Regions from separate parts of the Anser cygnoides genome. Here region 1 is linked to region 2. Evidence: chromatin contacts called from public Hi-C data. All regions are on one chromosome and are shown on one strand. The core of a region is the stretch at or near the end of the contact, and the rest is flanking DNA. Distances in the headings are between cores, read along the strand shown.

Region 1 (3,950 bases), core at 25-2,524, 150 kb before region 2:
TTTCTCAAAATAAAGGTCTAACCAGAGCTGCACTTTGCACCATTATTCTTCCTCAGCTCTTTCTCAGGCCCAAGTGAAGCTATTAGTCATAATTTCATTCATTCGTGTGTTCTCCCCTATAGCTACAAGCACTATCCTCAGCATAGCATCCCTAGTTAACAAGGTAATGCGAGAGAAGACACTAAGCCAAAATACTGCGCAGCTGCTCCCCCAGCAGTGCCCTCAGCCATGGGTGCACACAAAGAGAGCAGCCCACTCACTGCAGATCTGCTTTACCTCTGAATCTGCCTTCAGCACGTTTAAGCCTCAGAAACACAAAGGCATCCAGAGCGCAGCAGTGGAAAAGAAACAAGAACTTGCACCTGCAGTTCTGCTTTTCAGTACTAGCAAAACCAAACACTTTAAGCTAATAGTTAATCTGTAGATTTGAGTTGTTTCATTCTCTAAGAAACCAACCCTCTCTGTATTTTTTCATCTATTTGTTGTCATGTTCTGCTCTCCGTGTTCTTCCTTAAAAACACTCTACAGTGAGAAGAAAATGCTACAGGCACAGAACATCTAACGTATTACTGCTCGATGCCACAGTGCCGATACACTATCTGTGTTCTCGATATAGCCACAGGTACAAAGCACCCAGCTCCACGGGACTCCACAGTATTGCCTTTCTGTTCCGCACAGTTTGACTCTACACACGATGCAGTGTAACTGTGGGATGCTAACGCAAGGTATCTCCTGCTCTGTCCTCCAACACGAGAGCACTCCCAGCCAGTTCCCTGGTGCCAGCTCTGCAGGCACCTGTTACACCTGTTCAAGGGCACAGCAGAGCACATTTGCTACAGCAGCTGTTTTAAAGAAGAGTTCAAGGGCAAAGCAATTCAAAGTTGCTTGCTTTAAAACCTGAAGGTGATAAACAGAGGTATGTATACATTAGCATCAGGGAATTTTATACTTGCTCTTTGTGATTCCTCACTTGTAAACTTAAAATTCACAACTTCTTAACTAAGTGTAAGAGACTCTGTTTCCTTCACACAGATTCCACTTAACAGCTGCTATTTTCTTCTTAGATCTGCAGGGAGTGGTTTCACATGAACTTTTCCTGTGTCAGTGCCAACTTAAGCAGTCCCTTTGTTTTACTGGCATACCTGTTTACGGTATGGCTCAGGACACTTGGCCATTATTTCTCCTGTGTGATTTTTCAGGCAGATCCGTTCACCACTCGAGTTCAGTGTGTGACTCCAAGACACAGAGGGCGGAAGAAGAACAGCAACAGCAAACGTTGAAAGAGAAGCATGGGATGGATCTACTTCAGGCAATCTAAGCCTCAGTCGCGGTCAAGATTTTCTCTAACTGTCACTGGAACAGCTGCAAACAAGTCAAGAAACACTTTGTACAAAAAATTTGTATAGGAAGTGTTTTTTGGTTTTCTTTTTTCATAAGTCTATGTTTGTACTATATATGTATATTAGTTTGTTTAAGATGCTAGTTTAAAAACATCTATTCTTCATGAGTTTAGGACCAAATTACACTCTTTTTGCCCAGTTACATTCGAGTGGCATGGAGATTATATGTATATAATGCCATCTGACCACCAAAAAAGAGTTGTTTTTTACAAATGGGTTTATTAAACGTGTTTTTCTCTGGATTATTATGTGCCTTTGTTGTTACCTGCTCTTTGTCCTCAAGTACTTAAACCTGATTGTTCTGAGAAGTGCCTGCAATTATTTCAAATATTCGGACAGGTTATGTAACAACATGCATATATACTGCTGTATCATGCCAAACTCCCAAAATAAGATAATTCGATGTATTCTGTTTGGCAAAACACTGAGACATAAACACCCCTATTAAAATCACAAGGAAGCAAAGTCATTCAGAATGCAGTATGTTTTTGACAGAACTATACAGCATGCAATAGAACGGAAGTTTCTGCATAACTTTCCTGAAAATTCCTGTTTCAGAGACTGTACCAACAGTGAAACAGACCTAAGTCCTACAGAGATCACAAAGAGAGACTGTATCTCAAATGGCTTACAGTCACGGCTAACGCAGCAAGCAGCTCCACCAAACATGTGGCTGACAGGTAAAAAGAGGATGTAAAGCTGATGCAAGCATGCTTTTGCAAAGACCGGTCATGTATACAGCAGAACCCACTCCTATGTAGCAACTATGCTATGAAGGTTGGACCCTGTCATTGGTAGTAATAAAAACAAACAAACTTCCCTAACAACATTTCTAGTATGAAATGAAGTGCCAAGCAGACACTGTGTCAGTTGCATTTTGACAGCATAGTCAGCAACACCTGACTAGTTCCTATGAGCAGTTAAAGTAGCTTATGAGAGCAGGAACTGAATGGCAGCCTCAGTATTTTAAATCAAGCCAAGGTTACAAGCAAAACCATTTTAGTTGCTTGAGTTTGATATCTTACAATGACTGGCCCTTGGGCAAGAAAAGAGAAACCAACCCAGCAGTGTTATGGTGTTGATAAAGCGCATGTTGGTAATCAGCCAATTAGTTGACTCCCTTATTTAGGACAGTCTGGTGGAGATGGTATTATTCACATTGGTCTGTTTGAAAACAGTCTACAGAGGAGCATAGGAGAATGGCATTTCTTCCTTCTGCTTCTAAAATAACAGTTGTCTGTTTATTGTGAAGACTGAAAAGCAGTTCAAGTACAGAATAGCCTGGAGCACAACAGGACTTAAATGGCACTATTGTGGCCCTCCATTATAATTAATTTGGTGATCCTTTTCATGCTTCTTGTAACATTAATGTTAGTGTTGTGAAGCAGCACTGACCTTGTCCTGGGAGAATTAGTCTGGACCTCAGATGGCCTCTCTGCAGTGCCTGGCAGCAATGTGAAATAATTCCTCAATATTTTTATGCAGAAAAAGAAAGTGAGTTTGGGTTCTTCAGCATCTTCCAGAGTTGTGAAAATATTCAGGAGGTCTTACATGCTATGCTACAAGTAGATAATGATAATGATGTGCTCTATATGTTAATTTGTGAATGCAATTTCATTTACTGGCAAATAACCAGGTGGAAATCGCACACGTTATTTACTTACTTGTTAGCAAGTTGCACTTACTTTCACAGATAGCTTGGCCAAACATACCTTATATTGTGTTTGGAAGACTGGATGTAAAAATGGGTCAATGTATAAGCACTTTGTCCTTGATTTCCTACATATTTTAGATCTCTTCATGCTTCTGCTATGTGTATCTTTTTTTTTTTTCCATGTGGGAGTGACTTTTCCCCAGCCTGCTGTGCCGGCCGGGAGCCGGCAGGGGGGAGAATGCACCAAGATCCAGCGCTCCCATAGCAGGGACTGAGCCAGGCACTTGCAAAAAAGAAACTTGCTGGTTTGCTGGAGCAAGTTGAGTCGTAAGGCCGTCCAGTTAAATTTGCATAATGCAGTATACAATAGGGAAAGACCTGAAGAGACTCAAGAGACCTGCAATTACTTACTAAAGATTATGTGCAGCTGACTGTGAAGAAATCGTATACTGAAGGTGATAAACACTGGGAATGGAAAGATGCATCTGTGATCGGACTGCTGGGGAGAGGACTGAGAGTTTGGGTCAGGGCATGTGAGGCTGTGCCCTTTAGTAGACTGAATCACATCCAGGAGTGTCAGCTGTATACTAATTTGTCATTGCTGTGTAGGAGTTGTATCACTAAGAAACAACATATCCTGCTGAATTAACAACTGCTCAATGATGATTGCTTAATACAAAAGTTCAAACATCTTCCCATTTTAAATCTCAAGTCTGTCATTGTGTCACTACATCACCATGCTACCTATTTACCTCAAATTAATAAAAGTACTTCATAATACCTCTCTCATATAAAGAAGACCTATCATCAATTTCCAAACAAAAAAAGCAATGCATTGAAATTATACATGACTTGTTCAAGGTCACAAAGGGAGACAACTGCAGAACTGAAAACTG
Region 2 (4,188 bases), core at 406-2,905:
TAAACTAAGTAATGGAGTGCATTATTGCAAGGAGTAATAAAGCTGCTTTACAGCACCTTGCCAAACCCGTTCTCTGACCTTAATTTGCTAGGGAAAGAACAGAGGTATACACACAGTGTTTAGAAGCACACATGTAGGTGAGGAATTGGAAACTTCATGCAATCTTCTTCCTATGGTTGACTCTTCCAAACAAAAAAAGAACAACTAACATATCCTAATCTAACATCCTAACTTCTGAAGATTTTGCCTATTAAACTAATGGATAATCAAGAATTCTGGGATGATTTGGGATCAGCATTAAAAACAAGCTAATGCTAACTAGCATTTTCACGCGATTCTAGTAAATTGGGACTTACCTTTGGACCTCTTGGACCAGGAGGTCCTTCTGGTCCTGGAAATCCAGGCAAACCTGGCTGTCCTTCCAAGCCCGGGAATCCCCTTTCACCCTACACAAAGAATGGGTGTGGGAAGATAATACAGCAAAAGTACAAGTAATATTAGAGATGTTCAGAAAACACACTTTGTCTGCTTTCAGTAGGAAGTTACCATACAGACAAACTCATTAACGTCATGATTAAACATCTCACCTGCTTAGCTACAGAAATTCCTGGACGTACACACGCATTGCATTTAATTGAGCCACTTAAACAGGTTTCATAGAATGATTAGCCACTATTTAAGCTACCTATTTACAGAAATAATTCAACAGTAGTTCTTCTGTGCTTCCCAAATACATAGAACCCTCCCATCTTCCTATAAAACCATGGCTTCGTTAGTCACCAAGTCTCTCCTAAAAACTCCGTTGTACTGCACTATGCATAAAAACTCCCTAAGGGTATAGATTACTGCTATACTATGACTGCTGTTCATTATCATTTCACAGATACAAGATTGCTATTTGTAACATAAAAGTAACTGAGATCCTGGTTGTGTACTGTCGGCTAAACACTGTGTAAAGACAGAATGTAAAGATGGTTCCAGCCCAAAGTGCTTATGATCTAAATCAAGAGACAACAAAGAAACATTTATCCCTTTTATCTGTCACCTCATGCTAAAACTATAAGCTCTTAATCAGCAACCATAGTTTGCTGAATATTTATGCAATGATAAATCACAACAGCTTATAAATATTACAACAAATATACCTGTACCACATACCATCACACAGCACCCTGTAACCTGTCAGTGTTGCGATACACTACTTTACTGCAGTTTCAGAGTGTTCATAGCTGCAAATTCAATAAATATTTACTTGTATTCCTTCTATACAATAGATTCATAAACACCAGCAAATATTAAGGTTTTGATAAGTACAGAATGGTTCAGAAATATCAGAATTAGGACACTTTTTTTCTGCATATAGATTATTGTACGCTTTTCAAATGTGTAAACCTATTTCCTACAGCTCTGTTATATCAACCAGTACACTGTTATATCAACCAGTACATAAAACAATGCTTACGAAACAGGCAATTGCTCAGCATTATTCCCTATTGCTCTACAGATCGTTTGGGTCCCACCTGCAAAACAACTTCTGTAGATTTGCCCCAATTATTTTTTTCACAACTACATGAACCACCAAAGAAAGAGGCCTGTGCCTGGATTTGTTCCATCCTGACAAGCACCTTAATCATACAGTTAGGGCTGTGCATTCTTTTCTGTATTCTCTGTTCATCTTGAATTTTTATCTTCTTGTGCGGCTTCGGCAAGAATGGGAGTAGTAGCTCCCACATCTATTACCTGGCAGTCTACCAGCTATGACATTCTCTAGGGAACCAGGAGGCCCTGCCTAGATCCTCAGTCAAGGGAAGGAACTGAAGCAGGAATCTCTTATCTTCAAGAAGACAACGTCAGCAGAGAACTGAAAACTGGGGTTTGCAAGCAGACAGAAGCATCCAAATGCAGCCTTGAACACAATAAGCAAAAGCCAACATTATGGCTTTGCTTATCTCCCCTCTATTTTCCATGGTAGCTCCACACTGAACATGATTTCAGATACTCAGCAAGATAATAGCACTAGGTTTCATTCTTAAATCCCAATTTTCTCAGTGTGCTACTTGGGTAGGTGCTCTGTATTTCACTGCAGGGGACAGGAAACTACCAGTTGTGTTCAACACAAGATGTCAGGAACCCCTCCAAAATCAGAGAAAACTAACACGGCCTCTCTTCCTCACAGCTTTTCCAGTAATTGCTACACTGCTTTGGATGACAACCTAAAGGCTGTGAGCAAGCCTGAGCTGCAGCCTTAGCTCTAGACAGTGAGATTCAGAAAGACTCCTTGGATAGGGATGGACAGCTCATTAACTGGTCTGCTAAAGCTGGCTTCCTAGTAATTAGGAGGTAAACACGCTCCTCGGTTACTCTAGGTCATATACTGCTCTCCTGTACAAGGCAGACATCTTTTCTCTCCTGGGGAAATGTTGATTGCAAAATAAATTGAGGCTAGCTTAAGTCTGACAACTGGAGTCCAGACTGTCTTTTTGCACACGAGATGCCAGGCTCTGCTTCTGTGTGCAGCTCTACAGCCAGTATGCTGCCTCATCTGAAAAGCAAGACTGGAGGAGTGTTATTATCCTGGGCCAGGATATGAAAGGGTTAGTGTGCCCCCAAAGGAGACAGAATAAGGAATTTGGGAGTGCCCAGTAAAGAAAACATCAGACAGAGCCAGACTTCGGAGCAAGCTCTGGCAAGAACTGTGCTTGCACACTAAGGAAACACTTGCATACAAGAGGTGTGTCAGATGGATCAGGTACTAGCTAGGCTACGCTGTGCCTATTAATCTCAACTTGCTCACACTTCCCCTTTATTTATTTTAGAGAAAGTAACATCTGCAAATGGATACTAGAACTGACTTTCAGCAGAGGGGTGGCCTTGTGTCATCTGCTGCTGAAGAACTGTTCTCTAAAATGCAACTACCCTGACGTCTCCGCTGCAAGCTGTTGCAGAGCTGGGAAACCAAGACCTTTAAAAGTGAAAGAGGGAAACATACAAGGCCAAACAATTACACAAAAGAAACACAGGAGGCAACAGATGCACTATTGAAACTACAAAATGAGCATTTTCCAGGCCCACTTTGAAGGTGAACAGCTACAATGTGAGCATTACGTGACGAAACTGTTGCCAGAGCAACTCCAGGGGAGTTTCCAGCAAATTACCCTGAGAGTGACGAGAAGATTTGAAGGACTAGACCCAGGAACAAATGAGGGATTGCACCAAATGCTTCCTGAAGAAACTCTATCCAGCTAGTTATAAAGGAAATATTTGCACTATAACCACTATCTTTGATCAAAAAAACTGATTGGATAAGTAAAGGTAGGGAAGTTAGGGGGAGAAACTAACCTGATCCAGCTCTCTGGAACACAGATTTTTTTTTTTTTTGAACTATCTTCTATTCGATGTTGCATAGAAGCATCCCATAACTGAGAACAGTTTTTAGACACAGCTCTTTTTTCCAGACTTTCCTATTGCACACCTTGTATATACTGTACTGTTTTCATCAAGATTCAGATGTTACAATGCTGAATTTGCCACAGAAAAATGCTTGCTGCCTTGCAAACACACATTGAAAGAGAAAAGATATTTCAAATTTTTCACTGAAATGACAAAGGCAATGAAAGGATCCTATATTGTTAGGAGTGAGCTTCACGTCCCTGGGTAGCATGCAATATATTTTCTTACAGATACAAAAACTGACAGATTTGCCAGCCAGTTCTACTTGCACAGGAAACTGAGAAACTCTGGATATTTTCTGGTTTGGACTTGAAGCTACTGAAGAAAAACATATACAGGAAAGGTTTAGGTCAACTCAGATCTCATCTCCTAGTCCTGAAGGTACAGGATTCTTTTAATAGCAGAATAAAGATTTCTCAGCTATAAACCATCATTACCTTGGGGAATGAGCAAGGAGTCAGATTCAGATCTCAGACGAATCCAAAGTCATCCCAGTGCAATTGCCCTCAATCAGCTACACAAATGTGGCAAAACTATCAGCTTATATGCTTGAACATGACTATTGCTTTGGGGTTAGGAATTAAAAAATAGTTAAGAACACTCTAAACTTGTGCTTTAAGTCACAGCAAAATATAGCCTATTAAACAGGGATATGGGAAAAAATGGGCATAGTTCCAGTGACTCTAATAATAGCTCAGAAGTATTTATAAAATCAGGGATAGGTACAATTCTAAGGTA

The links. Hi-C and Micro-C count contacts between places; a contact is called where the count stands out from the background.
Region 1: a contact with region 2 is called in a Hi-C map of liver, with 2.0 times the contacts expected there. The contact joins the promoter of NXT2 here to the enhancer-like site in region 2. A contact is called at or near these places in 4 of 7 Hi-C or Micro-C datasets (granulosa cells and liver).

What each region holds. Positions count from the first base shown.
Region 1 is chr13:3,399,943-3,403,892 of Taihu_goose_T2T_genome, reverse strand. It overlaps NXT2 (nuclear transport factor 2 like export factor 2), which reads right to left and starts at 1,274. Exons shown (of 4, transcript XM_013185215.3): 1 at 1,143-1,274. The coding sequence starts at 1,175.
Region 2 is chr13:3,248,583-3,252,770 of Taihu_goose_T2T_genome, reverse strand. It overlaps COL4A5 (collagen type IV alpha 5 chain), which reads right to left. Exons shown (of 51, transcript XM_048070762.2): 3 at 357-446. Among named protein-coding and RNA genes, the nearest start is that of COL4A6, 30 kb to the right of the region's middle. Within about 2 kb of position 1,655, at least 1 of the 3 cell types and tissues checked has open chromatin away from gene starts, as enhancers often do.